Regions from separate parts of the Mus musculus genome. Here regions 1 and 2 are each linked to region 3. The links are chromatin contacts, called in public Hi-C and HiCAR-type maps. All regions are on one chromosome and are shown on one strand. Each heading gives the region's core, a stretch centred on a gene start, on an enhancer-like site or on the middle of the called end of the contact. The rest is flanking DNA. Distances are from core to core; before and after follow the strand shown.

The links. Hi-C and Micro-C count contacts between places; a contact is called where the count stands out from the background. HiCAR-type assays count read pairs that join an accessible place to other places.
Region 1: a contact with region 3 is called in a Hi-C map of cerebral cortex, with 5 times the contacts expected there. The contact joins the enhancer-like site here to the promoter of Negr1 in region 3. A contact is called at or near these places in 3 of 39 promoter capture datasets (hippocampal neurons, maxillary cranial neural crest and pre-B cells), 3 of 484 Hi-C or Micro-C datasets (cerebellum, cerebral cortex and nephron progenitors) and 1 of 115 datasets of contacts at active chromatin or transcription factors (embryonic forebrain).
Region 2: a HiCAR-type map of astrocytes shows a contact between it and region 3, with 2.2 times the contacts expected there. The contact joins the enhancer-like site here to the promoter of Negr1 in region 3. A contact is called at or near these places in 3 of 115 datasets of contacts at active chromatin or transcription factors (astrocytes and neural progenitor cells) and 1 of 9 other capture datasets (liver).

Annotation. Positions count from the first base shown.
Region 1 is chr3:157,039,208-157,043,070 of GRCm38.p6, reverse strand. All of the region lies in intron 3 of Negr1 (neuronal growth regulator 1), which reads right to left. Among named protein-coding and RNA genes, the nearest start is that of Gm24373, 170 kb to the left of the region's middle. Within about 2 kb of position 2,285, at least 17 of the 459 cell types and tissues checked have an H3K27ac peak or open chromatin away from gene starts, as enhancers often do. A contact at or near this core is called in cerebral cortex, where this site is marked.
Region 2 is chr3:156,298,932-156,303,002 of GRCm38.p6, reverse strand. No RefSeq gene overlaps it. Among named protein-coding and RNA genes, the nearest start is that of Gm33311, 80 kb to the left of the region's middle. Within about 2 kb of position 2,527, at least 18 of the 459 cell types and tissues checked have an H3K27ac peak or open chromatin away from gene starts, as enhancers often do. A contact at or near this core is called in astrocytes and neural progenitor cells, where this site is marked.
Region 3 is chr3:156,559,952-156,564,240 of GRCm38.p6, reverse strand. It overlaps Negr1 (neuronal growth regulator 1), which reads right to left and starts at 2,447. Exons shown (of 7, transcript NM_001039094.3): 1 at 1,889-2,447. The coding sequence starts at 2,046. It overlaps 4930570G19Rik (RIKEN cDNA 4930570G19 gene), which reads left to right and starts at 2,554. Exons shown (of 4, transcript NR_040399.1): 1 at 2,554-2,765.

The DNA.
Region 1 (3,863 bases), core at 1,036-3,535, 480 kb before region 3:
GGCTACACCACCAGAAATACATGCTTGTGTACACATATGCAGAGACCAAAGTTAGATTTTTTTTTAAAAATCATTTTTTATGATTCTCCCTCCTAATATCTTGAGACAACATTGCTCAACTGACCTGAAAACTCATTGCTTTAGGAAGGTTCATTTGACAGTGGCTTGCCAATCTCTATCTGCCAGTATAAGGGCTACAGTAATACAAAGCCAGGCGTAACTTCTGATGTGGGTGCTTAGTAATGCAGGTCCTTACACTTACAAAGAAACCATTCTTAACTACTCAGCTATTTAGTCCAGAGCTAATGCTGTGTTGTTTTGTCCATGTTTCAAAACACATTTCAGCTTTCATCTCCATTAAAAAGGCTCCTCAATTTCTAGTTAAATATTATCATTATCCAAAAGTTTGCTTATTTATGGTTATAATACAGTAATTTTAACCTATCAGTAACTATGTACTGTTGATTACTATGTAATTTCCAAAATACTTAAGAAGTTGAGTGAACATAAATCTGACGTCCAGTGAATAAGAGGGTGTTGAACTGGATGAACGAATGAAGGAGACATCCTCCCCTACAATGATGGAGAAGATGTACCACTTACACGATTTGTGCAAAAATGCTCTGGAGCATGATAACTGCAGATATTAAAGTAAAAACCTAAGTAAGATTTCAGTAAGTAAGTCTGCCAAGTGAATATTTTACATGGCATAGCTACATAAAACTAAACATAAACTAAATAAAACATCTAATTAACAACACACATACATGAGCGGATACATGTAACACTTAAAAGTGTATTTGAGGTTGCTCAGATCCAGCTTCTAAACTGTTTTTATGATCATGGTGCCAGGGGGCAGTTACTGAAGAGAGCACACTGTACAGTAATGCTGTGAGCTCACAGGCATCTAAGAAAAACTAGTTCAGGATTATTGCTATGAATCAAAGGGCTTTAGAAAGACAGAGAAACTCATCTACTTTAAACCCATGCTGTAGGGTTTAACGTTCTTACATTCTGTCCAAATGACTGATTCAGGAGGGAGGATAGCCACAAAATGTCTGGCAATGCTTAGCAACCTACCTCCATTGTTATTGTTTCAATATTTTCTTCATTCTCAGTATGAAAAGAATATTGGTCAAAGCCAGTGCTGCTTATTAGATAAAAATATCATACAATACTTGGAAACATTACTTGTAACTTTAGATTTTTATTTAAGCATTTCTTGTCTATTGCATATTAATTCAGCCATCTATTATAGTACTTTTCTACTGCTTTTGTATGTTTGGAAAATATTTTGATCCACAACAGGATCTGGATTTTGATATTTAAGGGTCTACATCTTCATCAAAGTTGCTTTGTCTCATTGGTTTGCATAAAAAGATACATCATCAACAACCTTCCATGAGAATGCACTGTTCCTTCAGTCACTTCAGATATATCCTACCCAAACCTCAACAGTGGCAGTGGGAAGGTCAGGATGTCTTGTGTGTCAGTGATGAATGCAAACAACATCATTCGCACAATACAGTCTCCTGAAGACCTAGATTCCCTGTGTGAGCTGATGGCAGCAGGCTCCCGCAATCTCTGCTATACAGTCTGAATAGGGTGAGAGGTCATGCTGGACCCAAGGTTCCCCAAGACACAAGCTATCACAGGAGCTCCAATTTCACCCACACAGTTTTCATTAGAGAAATATTTTCTGAAGATTTGAACACATTTTTACAGGAGGAGAAAAAAAATCAATTGTTATCTGCCTCTTTCACAATTAAGCAAAGTTCTGCAATTCTACCCCAACCATACTAAAAATGCCAAATGATATTCAGCATCAGGAGGGTGCATTTTGAGCAGCCTTTAAAGTGGGGTCAGAGGAAACGACACAGTGATGTTAGATGCTTCCCAAAATTGTCCTTAATTATGGGGATGGGAAAAAAAGACAAACAGAAGCCATACATGTATGGGTTAAAAAGTTTATGTGTAAAAACTAGCTGTTTGGCTGTAATAATTCTTAAGAGAAGGTAGGGGTGAAACATGAATGTTAAAATAATTCCTTTTGATTTTTCAATTCATGAGAAAAGAAATGAAACAGGCTGGGCCATATTAAATCCCCAAATGACTGCTAAATCCTGCGCTTTTATTTAACCAGCTTTTCAATAGTTTTAGAATTTGAAATTCAGGCCTTGCTTTCCCTGTGCATTTCACACACACCCCCTCCCTAGGATGTAGCTTTTCCTTCTTGCAGGCAAGTGCTAACGTGGCTGCTGTTCCTCCCACAGTGTGGACGTGGAGACACTGGATGTTACTGTAACAGAACTAGAGAGCCATGCACTGCGGCAGACAGAAGAGCTCCCGCACAGGCTGAGGATCATTTGTCTTTAGTTGGATTTTTTTATGTTTTTAATTGGGAGGCATAATTGATCTTTAAACCAGGCAAAAGAGAAGGTAAAATGTATTTTTATATAATCCAGCCTTTGTTCCCACAGACAAAGAAAAGACAAGAGAAGTAATTTGCTAGAGACCCACATTCCTGTAAGATTTGTTAGATTTGGATCTAACCACTGGCTCAGCCGGCGGCTACCCTGTCCTTTGCTGCCCTGTTTTAGGCTCTGCTGGCTCAGATGCTCAGGCCACTGGGTGTCATGGATTGTAAGCCATTTTGCCAGCTGTGCTCCTTTCAAAAGCCAAACTTGCTGAGCAGAGGGATGACTATCAGGCCCATAGCCACCGAGGTCATGGGGGCTGTGCAGAGTGACAACTCCTTAGCTACTGTCCTTACCCATTCTCTCCTGAAATGAACCTCTGAAAGCTTATTCAGGTCACTCGTGCCCTTTATGAAATTTGGGCTTTCTTTACTTAAAATAGTAATGATAGTATAATGCAAGCTCTCTGCTTTCTTATTTAATTCCATTCTGATCTATGTTTATAACTGGGAATTAAAGCCAACAGCATTCAACTTAACAGAACACGTACCTTTCAAAACTATTCTTTGTTCTGTCCACATACCTGGCTATTCCCTTCCTATCTACCTCCTCCTCACGACTGCATCTTCCCCATGCTTTATAGTTGTATCTCAAATAAAAGTAGGCTTTCCTTCCATGGCCTTCACGAAATCAGGAAATTGATTCATTCATCCAATAAGAATTTTATTGAGCGCCTATTGAGATATAGGCGGCAGGCGAACAATAGTGAACTAAGCTGATAAAAATCACCACCTTTATGAAGTTAATAGATTTTTGTCTTCCTGTACTCATGTCCTTGCAGGTTTGATCTTTATAAAAGCATGGTTCTGCTAATACTATTCAATGCTTAGAAGCCTTTAATGGCTTTCAGTCTTCACTGTATAAAAAACAAAACAAAACAAAACAAAAAATAAACTCTAAAATCTTCACCAAGCATTAAAATTTTCATGTTGTTCTCCAAATAATTGTACATCACTACTCCACGTGGTTAGGCTCCCATCTGCCCTTCCCTGTTACCAAGTTAACAAACTTCACATTGCCAGCCGTACGGATATGTGCCTTATCTGCAGGAAGTCTTCTCACCTGTGAATTTCATTCTGTTATACTTAGAGCATTCATTTCTACAACCTGGGCATTTATGCCTTTATCTTGCGACTGAAACAATCAGGTGTGGTTTTCTTTTCTCCACATTTCTTCTCTCCAAATGGGCCTCAAATGAAGAATAGAGATAATTTTTAGCAAATTGATTCTTTATTACAATGTAATATCTGAAGTATTCTTCGGGCTCATTGTTCATTTGTGCCTTGTGCAGTTGTCTGACAATGGGATTGATATAAATTTTGGGAATTTGGAAAATTTTGGAAAAGGAGACAATGAAAATTGTAGAATTAAGTATCTACATGAAAA
Region 2 (4,071 bases), core at 1,278-3,777, 260 kb after region 3:
TCACTTGCCAAACCCTCTTGCTGGCTCTCTCAGTGACCATCACATCTAAATGTGCATTCCTTGTGAAAATCTCTCCAGCTTTGCATTTTCTGCTGCTAAAGACTAGCAACCACCCAAAGCAATCTCTGTGTTGATAGAAAGCCTGGCTACATTCTACTTTCTGCTTATTGCTACTCTAATAGTTGCGCATCACAGGGGACCACCTTTTCCTTGAAATAAGAACTGTTTCTATCTTGTAAACGCCTTTATATTTTACTCTCCACTGCTGTTTCCTCTCATTTCCAATTTGCCTTATTGCATCATGTCAGCACGCAGTAGAATATGAATTTAATTAGGAGGTTACATTCTGAATAACCGATAAAGGCAAAGACAGGAACACAGAGTGGAGTAGAGAAAAAGAATAAAAGAAAGAAAAGTTATTTTTAAACAATAGTTAAAAGATATATTTTTATATTAGATTTTACTTGCATGCACACATGTGTTTGTGCATGTGTGTGTGTGTGTGTGTGTGTGTGTGTGTGTGTGCACATGCACATGTGCACCTGTTAGTGCAATACCCAAAGAGTCCTGGAGAGAGTGTTAGGTCCCTCAGAGTTGAGGTTACAGGCAATTATGAGCCACCTGATGTGGGTGCTGGGAACCAAGCTTGGGTTCTCTGAAAGAACATGCAATGCTCTTAATTGCTAAGCCATCTATCCAGCCTCAAGGGAGCATTTCTCTTATTTCTCTTGAAAACTTGTGGACATGAAGAGGTCATGATGAATCCACAAAGCAGATTCCTCAGTGACTTAGAAATCAAAATGAAGTCTCTTAACCCTCGGGGCACAGCCAGGAGAACAGCCTTGTCATGTGCACACGTTGCTCTGCATACAATCCAAGCCAGGAAGATTTCCCCTCTCCACTTGGATCTGTTCCTAGATGCCTTCCACATCAAGGGCATGAGCACGCTGCTCTTACTGTCCTAATTTGATGAATCCATTTACTATGTTCACAGTCTTCTCTGAAGATAGCATTCAGAAAACTTTAGTGTTGACAGAAATCTATTATGGTCTAAATCCGTTTCTACATCGTAAGTCAGAGCTTTGTTTTAGAGTGTTTAAGGCCTCACTCTGCCTGGTATATGATTCAGCATCTAATTGAAAAGACCTCTGTTGGACTGCCATTGTTTCTTCCATAGGTTTTATCTCCTGCCAAATTCCAAGTTTTTGATGACAGAGTAATTTACATTTGCAGTACCACATCTTCACTTGATTGCATGTAAGTCAGGATTGGCAAAATATTAAATACTCAATAAGTAATTTATATATTTTCTCATAAAGGAGTTTATAAATGCCTTGTATGCAGCAAAAATAACAGAGAACAGGGAAAATTAGAAAAATTCATGCTGAGGTCAAAGCTCTGAGATGAGAGAGGAGGGTGTTCAACCTGGAACAGGATGAAAAGGGAAGGCTGGGGAATGGGGTGTTGTTGGCTGCTTCTGGGCCAGGCCTCTGTAGCCAGCTCTGTGGGAAAGCCCAAATCAGCAGCCCCATGAACCTAAATTAAACACTGCTAATTTGCAATTCTCTTCTTTTTATCTAATTTTACTTGGGTATTAAGAAAATCAGATATGCTCAAACCTTTAGCCAAATCACAGAGTAGCTGTGTTATAACAAAACGGTGGTTGTCTTCTGTACTAACTGCAACCCATTAATGGGAATTAGAGTGAGCTAAGACCTCAGGGAAATCATTAAACTCCAAATTTCTGACAGTTATAGCAAAGATTTGGCTTCAAATACATTTTGGAGAAGGAGGAAAAGAGGCCACTTTCAACACCAAATTAACTTTATTAATCACCCCCAAGAGGAAGAAGGGAAATGAATCTGATAAAAGATATTAAAAATGATTGATTTGTCATTTTGTGGAATTTATTATTATTTTTTGTCATGTGAGATTGCCACAAAACAAACAAGCAAGCAGGCAAACAAACAAACAAACAAATCCAGGCAGTTTACAGGGGCTTGCAATTGGGAAATATGTACTTTTCTCCCCTAAAGATTGTTGACAGTTTACTACTATTGCTTTGATACTTCACAGGTAGGAGTCAAAATCATCTGTAATATAAATTCTAAAACCCAAGGTCAATCATAAGTTTGCACATGTTGAACAGCACAGTGGTATTGTATGTTTTACACTGTTTTATTATTATTTTTTCCTAGCACTATTCACAGAGAGCTGAAGTGTGTGCTTGCCTATTCAGCATCTCCTTTAATTTGTAAGCAGCTCCATAAATCTTTCTTGGCTTCTAGGGGCATAAAGACTTCTATGATGAAGTGGCCAGCATGGTGGCTTAATAAGCTGAAAGCTGTGAGCCCCCTTAGCCCCCTCCCTCGCCCAGCATTCTAGGGACCGCTGTCTTACTCCTGGCAAAGGAGCTATGATTTTTGAATTCCAGCCAGAGTAATTAGCACAGTTTAGGATCTCAGTACACAAAGCAGGATGGTCAGCATTGGCAAAGATGTCTACTGAGTGTTTTCTGAGTGGTAAAAGGAATGGGGACCAGCCAGCTGCAGCAGGACTTTGTGGCTCTGTTGAAAGTGACACACCAGGAGTAACCCTGCTTCCAGGAGGGATGATTATGTCAACACTCCATAGCATGAGATAATATCTTTATTACCCTTTCTCAAATGCCTTAGGAAGAAGTAAAGAAGAACTGAGTGAGGCTGTCCCTTGCATTCCCTAGAAATCATCTATCATAGATAGCTGCATTCCCTAGAAATAGCAATACACATACAAGTAGCAGGAAATTCCAGGCAGCTATCCAGATTGACACACTCTACAAATGCATTTATGAAACTGTCCTAAGGTAGGCTTGCCAACACAGCCAGTTTGGCTGCATTTTTACATTCTCACTGCCAACTTACCACAAAGGTTTGATTGTCTGTGTTTTTGGAACCTTGGGGACTCTGATGGAAACCTTTGAAATTCCTCAGGTGCCTCGACTCATGTTTCATATCCAAACACAGTGTTTTGAATTAGTGGAGAATTTCTGGAGCAATTGAAGCAAACATCTCACTGGTTGTACACTAGCAAACTTTTCTCTGAGATAGATAAAGCCATACAGCAATTTTTTACATGATCTAAAAATGGATTTCTTTTTGTAGAGCCGTTTTAAATTTACAGAAAAATGAAGTAAAAAGAACGGTTCTCTTCCCATTTGTCCTCTGGTTCCCAGTAAACAGGACCTTTTCCTATTTTATCAGTCACTATCACTGGTAGTATTTGTTGATGTTGGTGCCCTGATATGGGCCCACCATCACCATCCAAAGGCAGAGCTGACTTTTGGATTTATGTTTTGTGTTGTGCATCTCATTGGTGTGCATTACATTAAGAAGGGTGTGGCTAAGAAGATGCACACAACCTTAGTATAGTTGTGCTCTGTATATTTATTGATTTTCCTCAGACACAGGTTACACTTAGCCTTTTGCTCTTTCCATTGCATTGTGCACATTTTTTTTATTTGGTTTTTTTTTTTGGTTTTTTGTTTTTTTGGTTTTGTTTGTTTTGTTTTGTTTTTTAGGGTTTTCTCCATGGACGATTCTTCTTTGTTATTTCTTGGCATCTTTCTTATTCTTATGCCAGATGGTTTATACATTGGCCTGCTGAAGAATGCTTTGGTTTTCTCTAAAGTTTGACAAGGGTCATTTGAGCTACATTCCAAGATTTTATAGAACTCCTTGACTGTCTTTAAGATTTCAACCCCAATCATAAAGGACAAGAAGTAAAACTTATAGATTGCTAAATGAGAGTTAGGTAAGAGAATTGTGCACTGTCTTACTAAGGGAATATCCCGTTTTGCAATCACACCACCAGCAAATAGAGGCCCAAGCTGCTCCAAATTCCCCTAAGCAGTTGGTATGCTGGATTTTGTCTGTGAATCATAGCTTTGGGTGCACTCCTTTGTGCAGTACATGAAACAATATTGATTCTATATTGATCACATTGCATTCAGCAGTAAGAACAAATTCTTCTACAACTTGCTATATTGCATTCACTTAAATATATACCTGGATGTATGTGGGAGTGCCAAGG
Region 3 (4,289 bases), core at 1,198-3,697:
AAGCCTGGAGATCTACACTGTCAGAGTGAAGGTCTCCTGGAAGCAGAGCAGGCTCCCGATAGATACTTCCGTTGACCGTAACACTTATTAAACTGCTCATTACGAAGGGGATTGCCAAGATTTATCACCACAATGTGAGTGAGAGATCAAATCCTTCAGGCTGAAAACGGTAATGCTTGCCATATTTTAGCCATTTGCTACTGCAAACACACGCACATTTCAGTTTCTGTAACTGAGCTTGCCTCCAAAGCTGATGATCAAACTTACAAAGAAACTAAGAACATGAGTAAAAAGGTATTCAATTCTCAGCTGCTCCATGATAAAGCACGCCTCACCCTTGTCCAAAATGAAAAGTTATTCTTCTATACTGTAGCAGAAATGCATTACTTTTGTGTTCTCCGACACTTAACAAGAATAATATATTCTTAAAATAAGGTATTAGCATATATTAAAATTGTCCTGTGTAATTGGCCTCAAAAACAATTAAAAAGCTTTAAGTCATGCCTGAAACCTACATCCTTAAATTTAAAACGTTGCCTGTTTCAACCATAAATAAGCATTCTTCCCCACCTTAGACATGCATGTATTATACTGGCTCCCTGTAATCTGTACTCAAAAGCAAACTACCACCCAGTGGAGAGAGTGAAGATCTTCCAGGGATATTGGCAAAGCAAGCCAGGTTTTTTTTTTTGGGGGGGGGAGGCAGGGGGACAGTGTAGGTGGGTCTATGGGAAGTGAAGAGCAAGGCAGGGCAGGGAGCCCTGTTTAGCGCTAAGCTTGACTGGTCATCAATTTATATCCAATGGGAAAGGAAATCTTCCCCTGGGCATACTTGGTAGTGTGGCTTCTGAGGAAAACAGGCTAGGGAGACCTTTCACCGACAAACACTCTGTTCATGCTCAGCTCAGTGAAAATAGGGGAAGACAAGAGGCAAAACTACAGACAGAAGAGAAAGGGAAGTGTGTGTTGGGGGTTGGGGGGTGCACGTGTGGAGTGAGTGTGGAGTGTGCATCCTTTAAACACTGGGGGGGGGGGTTCTGAGTGTGAATCATTTCTCACAGGAGGGAAGTGCCAGTGTATGAGAGGATGGGAGAGCTGAGAGGGAGTGTGCTCATAAAATCGAGATTTATGGGATCTGAATATGGTACTGGACCTTGAGTGTGGGTGTGACAGAAAAGTGCATGGGAGGCAAAGCTGGAGACAGATGATGGTCTGGGAGGGGAAGACAAGGGCTATGGTGAGGACCGGAAATTAGTGGAAAGGGAAATCTGGAAAAACAGGGAGAATAAGGAATGACAGGAACTAAGGTGTGAGGGAAACACTGGGAACACTATAGCATAGGAGTAAACCAGAGACTGGAGGCAATAGGGGTGACTGAAGAGGGAGTTGGAGAAATGGGATAGGGGACAGAGGAAGAGGGAAACACAGAAGGAAAGCAGCTACAGGAGGGGGAAAAAAGCTGAATGGAATATTTGGATCTTACTGTTCAAGTGAGAGGGAAAATAAATGGAGCACAGAGCCAGCAGTTGAGAAAAGTCGCTTACGGAGTGAAGCAGAAACAAGCCCTGTAAACTTGTCAGACTCCTGGAGTACCGCTGGCAGCAGAGCGGAGACCTGGCTCCAAAGTGGCACCTGCCCCTCCTTCAAGCCCCACACTTCCTAAGCCCGGGCTGCTTGGAAAGCGCTTTTCCCTCTCTCCCTAATCCAGCCAGACCCCTGCCCCGGGGTCCGAGAAGCCCAGGAAGGGTCATGCGTGGCTAGCCTGAGGTGTGGTGTTTTTGCTCGTGAGCAACAGCAGGATTCACTCTGGGTGTAAAGCAAGGTGCAGAGAGGGAAAGGGACGGAAAGACAGACTGAGGCAAGTGTAGAGAGGGCGCGCGGTCCCTACCTGAGCACCGCTGTGTCACCTTTCCTCACCAGCATGTTGTCCACGGCCGCCCAAGGGAAGTCCACGCTCTGCCCGGCCGGGAGGCAAGAGCACAGGCTCAGAAGCACCGCCGCCAGCCACTGGTTCGAGCAACAAGCGCCCTGCGCCAGGAGCACCATGTCCGTGCCTGCCAGGCTGCTCGCTCTCCGGCAGCGTCGGCTCCCACCCCCTGCTGCTGGCGAGGCTGCCCGATAACCAGGCGGCGCGCCACACGAGATTTTTTTTCCTCTTTTCCTTTTTCTGAGTGGGTGGGTGGGTTTCTTCTCTTTCTCGCCCCCTCCCTAGTTGTCGGGCGTAGTTTCCCTCTTTCCCCGGCCTCGCCTCCTTTCTGCTCCTCTGCAGCTTGCCTTCCCTCCCTCCCCTCCCGCCCCCTGGCACCGCGCTCCACCTCCTTCGGGGCGCCCGGCCGCGTCCGGAGCGTGGCTAATCCCTGGCGGCCGCACACCGTCCTGCGAGGCTGCGAGCAGAGCGCGGGAGGCGGCGCAGGCAGCGCGGGGCGCAGCAGCGGCCGGCGGCCCCCGGGCTCGCGCGCGTTGCCAAGCGGCCGTTTCCGTAGCAACCCCGCCCAGGGATGGAGGACCAGGCAGGGAGGGGGGCCGGAGAAGCGAAAGAGATAGATCAAAAAGAGGAAAGAAGAGGGACTGGGAAGCTAGGGCGACTGAGGATACGCCGAGGTCTAGTCCGGCTTGGCAGCGCGAACTAGAGAGCTTTGCGAGCCGCGGGGCTGGGAAGTCAGGGCATAAGGGCCAGGCCTGCCCTCTGGTGCTTTCGGCTCCTCGGGCCCCCGACTTTAAAGTGCTCAAGTTGGGGTCGGCGCCATCATGACGCCTGAGACTGAGTGAGTTGGCTTTTTTTGTTGTTGTCTTGTATTTTTTTTTTAATCCTGACTAGCTAATAGCGCTGTTAATAAACTGCCAGTTAGCTCTCTCTTCTCTCTCTTCCTCTCCTCTCCTCTCCTCTCCTCTCCTCTCCCCTCCCCTCCCCTCCCCTCCCCTCCCCTCCCCTCCCCTCCCCTCTCCTCTCCTCTCCTCTCCTCTCCTCTCCTCTCCTCTCCTCTCCTCTCCTCTCTTCTCTCCCCTTCCTGTTTCCTTCCCTCCGTTCCTTATTTTTCCTTTAGTGGGGGTATTTCTTTTCACCCTCTCTTGGAGATAAGCAGGGATTGTGGCGGCGCTGCTGCTTTACGGGGACAGTATAGTGATTCGGGCATGCCGACCGAAAGCTAGTGCGTGTGTGAGTCCGCCTGTGCGTACTGGAGAACGCCTGCCCTTCTCTGTGCGTCTTGATACTAACTTGCGCATGAGTGTGTGTGCGCGTGTGGTGTCAGCACAGAGTGTCCACTTGTGAGAGGGAGATGGAGTGTGCAGGGCGCGTGCTGGGCCCGGGAGCGCGCGACACGCAGGCGCAACGGGAGGGATGGGCGGGCCTTACTGGGATGCAGAGTTGGAGGAGGCTGCAATCAGTGTTTTAATTGTGTGGAGCTAGGCGGTCCTGTTATGTAAGAGGCAGTTTAACCCATTTGAGCCTACTGGGCGGAAGGCTTGCGCATTCGGTTGAAGCCAAGGCATTCCTCGGCTTTAAAGAGTCCCAGTTGTATTTTTTTTTTTCACCGCCTCCCAGTTGGGGTGGACCTGCATCCTTTGAGCAGTAACCTCAACCCCTCAAGGGGCAAGCAGTGTCCCGCGGATCTGCTAGCCTACGCCCAGGTCAGGGCAAAACAGGGTACAAGGCACGGGGGTCACCCCATAGTCCACTCTTCCCCCCCCCCCACCCCCTTTCTGGCACTCATTTTCAACCCTAAGATCCTAGAGGTCTTCCAGGCGATTTGCAAATCAATGAGAGAATCTGAATCCAGAACAGCGATTCCAGTGCCCATGAGGAGTTTGGGAAGCTGGTGGTTAGAAATAACTTACCCTCACCACTTGGTTTCCCCCACCTTCCGCCTGTAGCGGTATTTACAAAACACATTCGTCTTTCACTGGTGCTCATTTGAACTCCTTTATTTATTTATTTATTTATTTATTTATTTATTTATTTTATTCTTTTATTTTTTTCTGAACGCCAGCAGGGCCCCGCGGCAGAGCGCACTGAAGCAAGGATCTCTGCAGGGGTCAGCATCCGGCTTCCTCCCCAGACTGAGCTCTTGATGAGGCAGGCAGGAGTCATAGATGTTGGTGGTACCCAAGGTGGCTTTTTATTTTTTATTTTTATTTATCACGTTGTCTAAGGATAGATGGGGTAGGGCCAGCAATTCACATCACCCGGGACCACCCAGACTGACTATCCAGGAGCCTCTAAGCAACATCACCACCCTGCAGAAGATTCCCTGCGAGGCTCAGCAATTAACGGAGAGGTTTGCAGCAGG